Linked DNA regions of Mus musculus: region 2 is linked to region 1. Evidence: chromatin contacts called from public promoter capture Hi-C data. All regions are on one chromosome and are shown on one strand. Each heading gives the region's core, a stretch centred on a gene start, on an enhancer-like site or on the middle of the called end of the contact. The rest is flanking DNA. Distances are from core to core; before and after follow the strand shown. Region 1 holds the start of Akr1c18 (aldo-keto reductase family 1, member C18). Region 2 holds the start of Akr1e1 (aldo-keto reductase family 1, member E1).

Evidence for each region. Promoter capture Hi-C pulls out the DNA fragments that hold promoters and counts their contacts.
Region 2: a contact with region 1 is called in a promoter capture Hi-C map of hematopoietic stem and progenitor cells. The contact joins the promoter of Akr1e1 here to the promoter of Akr1c18 in region 1. A contact is called at or near these places in 10 of 39 promoter capture datasets (the C10 cell line, the HPC-7 cell line, cranial neural crest and 5 more), 1 of 484 Hi-C or Micro-C datasets (cumulus cells), 1 of 115 datasets of contacts at active chromatin or transcription factors (bone marrow-derived macrophages) and 1 of 9 other capture datasets (pancreatic islet).

What each region holds. Positions count from the first base shown.
Region 1 is chr13:4,148,563-4,153,348 of GRCm38.p6, reverse strand. It overlaps Akr1c18 (aldo-keto reductase family 1, member C18), which reads left to right and starts at 2,703. Exons shown (of 9, transcript NM_134066.3): 1 at 2,703-2,834. The coding sequence starts at 2,751.
Region 2 is chr13:4,606,950-4,611,735 of GRCm38.p6, reverse strand. It overlaps Akr1e1 (aldo-keto reductase family 1, member E1), which reads left to right and starts at 2,572. Exons shown (of 10, transcript NM_018859.2): 1 at 2,572-2,651; 2 at 4,178-4,345. The coding sequence starts at 2,613.

The sequences.
Region 1 (4,786 bases), core at 1,454-3,953:
TTTTGTTCTTATACTTGGGTCTTTGGTCCATTTAAAGATATTTTTTGTTTATAAACTGTGAGATGATTTGAAGCTCCCTGTTTGATATGTTGATGTCAAGTTTCCCTAGCAGCCTTTTCTGAAAGATGATTGCTTCCTCACTGGGTGGAGTTGGTACCACTGCTGTGTATAATACCACATAAATAAGGTTTATTTCCACATATTTTCATTTCCTCACAATGGCATATCTCTATTACATTGTCATACTCTTCTGATCATTGCATGTTTGTGGTAAATTTCGACATAAGGAAGTGGGAGTATTGCTGTGCAATTGCTTTTCAAGTTTGTTGAGGCTCCTGAGGTTTTGTGCCCCCTCCACATGAATAATAGGATGAGTTTTTCCATTTTGAGAGGTAAAAGCCTTAGTGACGTGGGGAAAATTGAGGTTAGTCTATAGAAATAAGCAATGTAGCACAGACTCAAAAGGAGTTAGATATTGTTTCTATAGTTGGAATCTATGGGGCCAACATGTCATGAACACTCAAAGGAGATATAGATAAGAAGGAAGGGATCTGAGCAAGGTAAAAGAGGGTAAAGTAAGTCAGTGTACAGATATGTCTCACCACAACAGACTGCTGCATGTGCATATGAAAGTGTCATCTTATGAGAAGACACACATTTTTCTATATTACACTTATCTACTTGGAATGTCTTTATGTTTCACCTATGTTATTGGATGATACCTGAATCTCTTTTCTAAGGCTAAGTCATGTTGCATCTGTAGGTAGCAGCTTTATTTGCCTGCTCATCTCTCTGTCCTAATGTTGCCTGTCTCCACTGTTATGAGTTACTGAGCACTGCCATACAAATATCTCTCAGATGACTTGCTCTGAATTTTTTTGATACAAACCTACAAGTAGGACATCTTATAGTATTTGACATATGGTCTTAGAGAAAAGTTCTCTTTTCTCTCAAAGGGCATATATTTTAATCACTTTAACATAATCAGTTAACACCATATAAATATTATCATCATCTTAGTTTTTAAATTTTATGTTTTGCCTGTATTCATGTCTGTGTGAGGGTGTTGGATCCCCTGGAATGAGACATACAGACAGTCATGAGCTGCCATGTGGGTACTGCAAAATGAGCGCATTTTACTGAAGAGCAGCTTGTGTTCTTAACCATGGAGCCATCTCTCTAGCCTCTTAAATGGCCATTAGAGCTCACAATAAAATCCCTCTGATCTAGACATTTTCTTATTTGGGAAAATTTCCAGTGTGGACTTTATCACTTTTGTTGCTATATTTCTGTTCACAGGTTTTGATGCCTCAGGTGTGTGATCAAACAGAAGGGATGACACTCAGAAGTCAGCACACTAGACAAACTGCCCTATAGCACTTTGGAGTATAGATGGCATTATGTTTGTGATTATGTTATCTCTTTAGTACAGTGTCTCAGGGGAAGAAATGTCTGTGATTTGAAGATGAATGGAAAGCTTGTTTGAAGATAAGGAATTTTCTCTACAAATCCGAGTTAATGCGTCTAGGACAGGTTGCTCTAAAGTGACCAAACCAGTTAGGACAGCGCAGTGTCTCCTCAGAAATTGCAACAGAGTATGATTCAAAGCTTTATTCCTAAACTGCTAAATGGCAGAATCCTCTCCTAAATATTTGTGAACAGTGAAGATATTTTCCATAGTGTTGAATGCAAGAAACTAAAAGATCTATCTTTATATTTCCCTAACATGATTTTGTGGGTGGAATTTTTTAACACAATATAGTGATGACACATTTGTCTCTTAAACATTAACCTAGCTATTTGTTCATGGATATGACAAACTGCTCTCAGTGAATGTATATACCACCTCAACACCAGTATTTTAGATACATAAAACCTCTTCTGAATGTAGCTTTTGGCAATGTTATAGTTTTCCGTGTGGATTAACAAATGTGTTTGTTTAATTCTACAGCATTTAATCACTGGTATAACCTGTTTTATGTCACCTTTTGTTAAATCCACCAACCTCAAATTTCACTTCACTCTCCCATATGTTCTACATGAGAAGGTGTAATGATATGTCTCCAACTCTTCATTTCTCTCAGAAGCATAAACCGCAGAAAAGGAAAACTGCATTAAAACTGCAAAATACGGAAAGGGGATAACAGAAGAGAAAAGTAAACAAGGGAGCAAGGCACCCCAATTACCTTCACACAGAACTGGGGATCATTCTGGCTAGAAAAATGGTAGTAGAAAGTTATAGAAAAGTAGTAGGAAGGGTTTCATAGACAGTATCTCTAGAAAAAAAAATGAGGCAAATTAAAATGGAAAAGAAACAGCGATCGCCAATTTGGGTTTCTGAGCTACTTTGCTATGCCACATAGTGTATGTACATAGTGTATGTCTTCATAGCAATGGAGAACAGAACAATAGGCACCTCAAACTTTCCACTCTAGACATTGTCAGCAATCCCTCGGTCTCTCATAAAGCAACTTAAAATACTGTGTGGAGTATTCTAGTAACAACATTCATTACATAAAGTCATGTATGTGTCACTATGTAGGATGTTGTAGCAAATTCTCTTCTGTATGAGAATAAACGGTCTGGTGCCAACTCTTTCCTCACAAGTAGAATGCTGTAAGAGCTCACTCCGCCCCCGTGCCATTGACTGCTGATTACTCATTCACTTGGGGCTATAATTTGCACTTGTTCGCTGGCTTGTGAAAGCAGAGGAAGAGAGAGAATCTTCTAGGTCAGAGCAGTGGCTGAGAATGAATTCCAAAATTCAGAAGATAGAATTAAATGATGGTCACTCCATTCCTGTCCTGGGCTTTGGCACCTATGCAACTGAAGAGGTAATAAAAAAGGTTTGGGGATTAAGGGCCTAAAAGAATGAAATTTATCAATTCCTGTGGAATTTTGGTGGACTCCTGCTGCTCTGCTCCACCAGATTAGAGCTGTGCTATGTAGAAGAGAGGCAGACTGGGTGGGTTCTACTAAGGTTTGATCATGTAATCACTAACTATTCTGGTTTTGGGGTCTTCCTTCAGTGTCGATCTGCTTCTGAGAAAAGGAGAAAATTTGAAACTTAGTTAACATCATTATCTGATGATATATATTACACAAACATTTTATTTGTTAACCATTGAAATATGTTTATTCAACCAACTCATGCATTTTTGTTTACTTTTTTTGTTATTCTGAGTTTGATATAAGCTATGTGTATTAGTCTTTATGAAATAATTGGATGACAGGTTTTTTCCTGTTCTGTAGTTGGTTTCATTACTCTATTGACTGTTTCTACCATGAATTGAAAGATTCTTAACTTGATATACTATCATTTGTCTGCTTTTGCTGTTGTGTCTTGTGCTTTGAAGGACATATCCAAAAATTGCCTATGCAATGTTTTAAAGAGATTCCTTCATGTTCTTTCTGGTGGTTTTACCATCTCAGGTCTCATACAAACGTCTTTTGTTCGTTTTGATTGATATGTATACCAGGTAAGGAACTATAGCCACATTTCTGCCCTCTGTGTGAGGACACACAGAGGTCATAGTGTCACTGGTTGAAAAGCCTGTGCTGTTTCTTATCCTTGCCTCCATGCCTTTGTTGAGAATCACTCTGGACCATGGACTCATGTAGATGAAATCGATTCCATTCCATTCTCCTGTGTGTCCATTTGTATGCCAATGCCACAACTTGTTTTAGTTTCCTACAGAACTACTAAAAGTAGATATCACTTGGACATCCCATTTTTGCATATATGTAAATAATAAGTATACTGAGTAGAGCAAATAGATATTAACATTCATTATGGCATTATTTACAATAATTGATACATGGATCAATTCAGTGTGCAGCATCTAATGAAATATAAAAGAAAACATGAGACAGACAGATAGACGGATAAGCCGACAAATAGACACACACACACACACACACACACACACACGCCTATACACATATACAGATATTAGGCCACTATGCATACAGAAAAGTAACTATCTGTTATCTGCAGCTGAATAGATGGAACTCTGGGATATTGTGCTACATGAACTGTCCAGACACAGAAAAACAATTGTCACATGTCCTTTTTTATAAGTAGAAACTGAAAAAGTCTACTGAAATATATAGTATTATTGACTAGAGGTTACACAGGATAGAGGCTAGGAGATAAGGTTGGATAAAGGTTGCATAACTAATACACACAATTAAATCAAGGGAATAAATTGTGTTTTTCCAAACACTGTAGGATGAGTATAGTGCACAATGACCTATCATATTTTATATAATGTTCAAGAAAAATAAAAGTTTGTTAAAGAAATTATAAGCAGGAGAAATGCCAATTTAAATAATTTGACTGGTGTAGTATACTGCATACATAGTGCTGAAATATGACAATCAACCTCAGTGATATAAAATCATTACTTTAATCAAGGCAATGTTTCTAAATTCTAAAATTCTAAAATTGCAATGCACTGAGAAGCGAGCGGCACTGCGTTTCACTTTACAGTCACCCTAGCTGCTCCATGTTTAAAGCTTCCGTACTCAGAGGCAGTGTCTTCCAGTTTCTAGAGGACATTTTACTTACACAATATCCCTGAGTCCCATCTATTCAGGTGCAGATAACAGTTTCTAGTTGTTACAGGTATTTGTCTAGCAAGTCTGATCTCATCTACAGGCTCAGTTACCTGGACTTCCATGTAATTAGCAAAGCTGTAAACAGCAAACTTTATTTCAACTTGATGATTTTTCTGTTGAGCCTCATCATCGTAGAAATATCATATTATAAAGACAACATTGACTC
Region 2 (4,786 bases), core at 1,323-3,822, 460 kb before region 1:
AGGCATGCATTTTTCTCTGTGGAATGGTCCTCATATCTAGTCAGAATGAACTGATTACCTGCCCAAAACATTTATGCATGTCTACAAGCATATCTTGCCATGCAGCATATCATTTTGCCTCCAATGTTTTCTGATAGAAAACCTATTGATGACTTTTCTCCTACAGCAGCCCACACAGCATGCAATCTGGATAGCAGAGAAGTTCCCTAGTCAATACCAACTTTATTTCTCTGTTTCCTATGAACAGAATATATGATGTCTTTAATACTAGAATTATATCATCAAATTCTTCTGGTCCACATCCAAGATCACCGTCAATGACCTGCAATATTTTAGAGGTCTCTGCAACCTCCAAAACAACAGCTTAAGGTAAGGTATGGTACACCTGTCACTGAGCTTTTTATTTAGCAACTGGGAGAAATGTTATACTCTGTGTGAGGTAGTATGGCATTTCAATTAAACACACATATACACATATGTATAGACATATATGTGTTCATAAATACATGTCTAAATATATGTATTTCTAGATATACATTTATATATTATATATCATTTATATATGTTTTATACACACCCTACATATATTCCTACATACACATCTGTATTTTGAGAAACAACCACCAGAGGGCAGGAAGAATCAACTTATAAAGTTCATGTGTCTTATGATTTTGTTTTTTCATACAACTTATTAGTGTGTCTTCAATTGTATTTCTTAATTATGAAGAATTATTGCAAAATAGTTCCAAAGTTTAGGTGAAGTGTCTCCTGTGTAGTTACCAGCTTGCCCTTTAAATTTGTTGATTTTTCTCACAATTACCTATATATAAGAATAAAATGTGTTTTCTAAAATGACATTTATTAAATACATATGCAAAATTAACCTAATGGCATCCAAATATTTCCGGTTTACCCTTGTTAAGTTGCTTGTACTGACCAGAATATGCTGTTTATTGAATGGATAATTGAGCAGATGTATTTGCATTCACATATACATATGCATGTGTATATGTTCATTATGTATATGTTAGTGTATATATTTGTCTCTGCCTGCCATGAGAACCTGGCAAAAGTTTTCTGTGTGTTAAAATAAACTACCTCATCAAATTTTGAGGTTTCAATAATTTCTTGTAAAGCATGCTTGTATGTTTTTCAAGTATTTACATCTGTAACATTGGTTTCTGCTAAATTACTACCTAAGAAATCTGAAATGACCATTAAAAAAGAAGGCATCCCTAGATCAAACTACCCTTTTATGAAATGATAGAAATCATTTAAAGATAGGACAATATTTCTATAGATTTATGAACTGAAAGTGTAAGTGTCGCTATGAGTAATAAAAGCTTATCAGAGAGAGAGAGTACTAATAATATTGAACATCTGAAAACACATCCTCTTGCAAATGGATACTTCCATGTTAATCTGCATAAAGATCGAAAGCTACAAATAGTTGTCTGACCGTTAATGGCTTAACTTTGCCATTTTTACAAAATATAAATAAAAAAAGAGAACTGGAGAAGATGTAGAGTTTTCCACATCCACAGTGCATCTGCCATGAGCACTTGAAAAACTCAAACAAATGAACAGATGTGTAATATGGCAACAGAGAAATTAAAATAACAAAACAAAACTTTGGGTTGAAATTGTAAAATTGTTGAATTCTGCTAAGTTTTTAATAAGTTATTAACAAACATAGTGAAGGATACAAAATTCTAAGCACTGTAACACGCAAATCTTCAATTTTTCTAATCATCTTAGTAATGCTAATATTTTCGAAATAGCTATTTACCTTTGCGTTTATGGGCTGGTTTTCTGGTTCCTTCTAGATGTTTCAGCTTGTGATTTTAGGATTATTGCCAACTGAATAAGACCTAAAAATCACCTGGGAGACAGTCTTGTAGGCATTCCTTTGAGGGATTATCTTGTGGGAAGACCCTTGGGTTTTTGTTTTTGTTTTGTTTTGTTTTGTTTGCAATTATAATTACATTTCTCTCTTCCTTTTCCTCCCTCAAAATCTGCCTATATACTATTTGCTCTCTTTAAATGACCTCCCTTATTATTAGTTCTTATTACAGTGAATAATCTTCCAGAGATGTTTAATTTTTAATCTTGATTTTTTTAATTCCATAAGACACACCTTAAAAATGATATTCAGATTATATTTCCTCTATTACTAAAATGGCAATCACCTCAAAGTAGCACTCATCATCATTGCAAGGTTCAAGACAGCTGATATAGTCAAACCTGTTTTTTCCAGGATACTAGAAACGATCATCAATCTAAAACATCTGATGTCCAGGAAATATCCTGAACCACAGCCTGTTTGCAAGAAGGACAGAGCACTGGATCTGGGCTTTAGGCAGGTTGCTCGGAGACGGAATTCTTAGGATCATAGAGGATTTAGGACAGAGATAAAGCACAACCAAACCCAATTGCTTAGGTCCCCTGAAAGATGGACTATGCTCTCAGCCAATCAGAGCACCAAGCGACCTCTCCATCAGCCAATTAAACTGCCAGAACTCCAGCCTATCACGGCATTTCCTGAGGTCCCTGGAACGCTCTCTGGCCGCTAAAGTGCAGGAAGAGGCTGAGCCTTTGAGCAAAGGGGAACCATGGAAAACATCCCTACAGTGGGCTTGGGCACCTGGAAGGTGAGGACACACTCCGGTGTGGGTGGGGCTAAGGGTCCCGGAGCCTGATGAGTACATGCTCAAAAACAGCCAGGGGCACGGGATTTCTTTTGCCTAGGGTGATTCCTTCCAGACCCGGGCTCTGATTAAGGTTTTCCCCCAGACGGATTAGAGGAGAAGTTGGACTCTCTCTCCTGTGATCCTAAAACACCCTGCTCCCTGCGAGGATTCAAAGCTGTTAGACTAACTTTAAATAAAGCAGTGTGCTGTTAACCTAGCCTTGTGTGAGCTAATCACGGACCCCCAGCCTCCGAAAAATCATTTATGCCTAGTGGCACTCATCTTGGCACAGCAAAACCGAGTGTGTGTCAAATGGCCACAAGGAAGCGTGCTACTTTGCATGCTAAAACAAACCAAATAAAAATAATTAAATAATTGCACCGATGTAAGTGTAATGTCTACTTCTGGAGTCCACTAGCGACATTAGAGATATTTGCGAGTAGTTACACTGCTTGCTCAGTTGATTTTGAATGTAGGGCATAATGAACGTGAAGTTGAATAGTTGAATAGGCCTGTCTGACTCTGGGACAAGTTGTGGGGGAGGGGGAGGCATGATCAAAATTTGTTTCTTTTTATGGTTTGGGGGTTTTGTTTTGTTTTGTTTTTGATAAAAAAGTAAATTTAAAAATTCTGTTTATAGGAAGGTTTTCAAATAAATGTTTCTCCAGAATTTTTTGTAAAAAGGATGGGATTATTATTATTATTATTATTATTTTGGCAATTTGGTGATTTGAGTGTTCTTTGGTACCACATAGTGAATGCTGAGATGTGAGATGAAAGAAATGTCAATAAAATAATAAATAAATAAAACTGTGTGTGTGGGGGGGGGGGAATCACCCTCCCAACACAATTGAAGCATTTAATTCTATCTCCTGAAGACACAGGAATATGACTTTCAAAATATGTGAAGGCAATGGAAAACCATAGCAAATGTGACACTGACTGATGATCTTAAATAATGTCGCTATGCTAGATATGTATATCCCCTTGATCCAATAACCAAGTCATTTAGGACAAAGCAAGGAAGAGATCAAATTCAAAGCTACCTTGAGCTACACTTTTCATATTTGATGGAAATGTCTGTGTCTCACTAAGCTTTTCCTGTGTGTACCCTACAGATATTGAGTGAGTCCATGTGTGTGATACTTGTTTTATGTTTACAGTTGATTCATGCATCCCTGGGTGCTAAATATCAGACCGCTTCCTGCCCCAGCTGTTCTTAGCCCTTCTGTAATCGGGAAGCACAACACAGCAAGAGCTGAAAAGCACCCTGTTTCCAGAATGAGTAAAGATAGCAGAACAGAATATTAATCATATTCTGACTATGACGTTCCATTCTCTACCTTTTGGTCTGGCTGATGTTCATACTGCTTTACTGATTTGAGTATTTATGTATTGCTTGGCTATACTTTCCCACATGACGGGGGAGAAAGGGGATTGGGTTCCCCTGACAGAAGAAACTTTCCTTGTGTTTGGTTATATTCCAGGCCTCCCCAGGAGAAGTGACTGATGCAGTTAAGTTGGCTATCAACCTGGGCTACCGGCACTTCGATTGTGCTTACTTATACCACAATGAGAGCGAGGTGGGAATGGGAATCAGTGAGAAGATCAAGGAGGGCGTGGTGAAGAGAGAGGATCTCTTTGTAGTCAGTAAGGTAAGGCTTCTCCACTTCCGCAGGCAAAGCTCCTGGCAGAGCTGGAACCATCTAGCCTAGAGGATTTGGTCAGTTTCCTTATGGGAATTGGTGCTTTGGGGATGTAGTTGATTCTCCTCTAGCTTTGTGAACATGTGAGGTTATGTTTTGTTTGCTTACATCTTTGTTTTATTATTTGGCCATTCAGGTGGCCATGCAGAGACATACCACCAATCAACAATACTTTCATGAATGAAATCTTGGTTGAGTGACACCACCTTTGTGTCTGTAGTGAAGAGAATAAAGTCCGAGCACTTTTGAATTCTTGTCTACTACATAGACCGGCCTTAACTTGGAATCACCTGCTAGAGGTGATCAAAGGGCACATTCCAAACTCCACACTAAGAAATTGACTCTGAGGTGATAGCTGTACAAGCAGGAAGCAAGTCAATCACGCTGTAT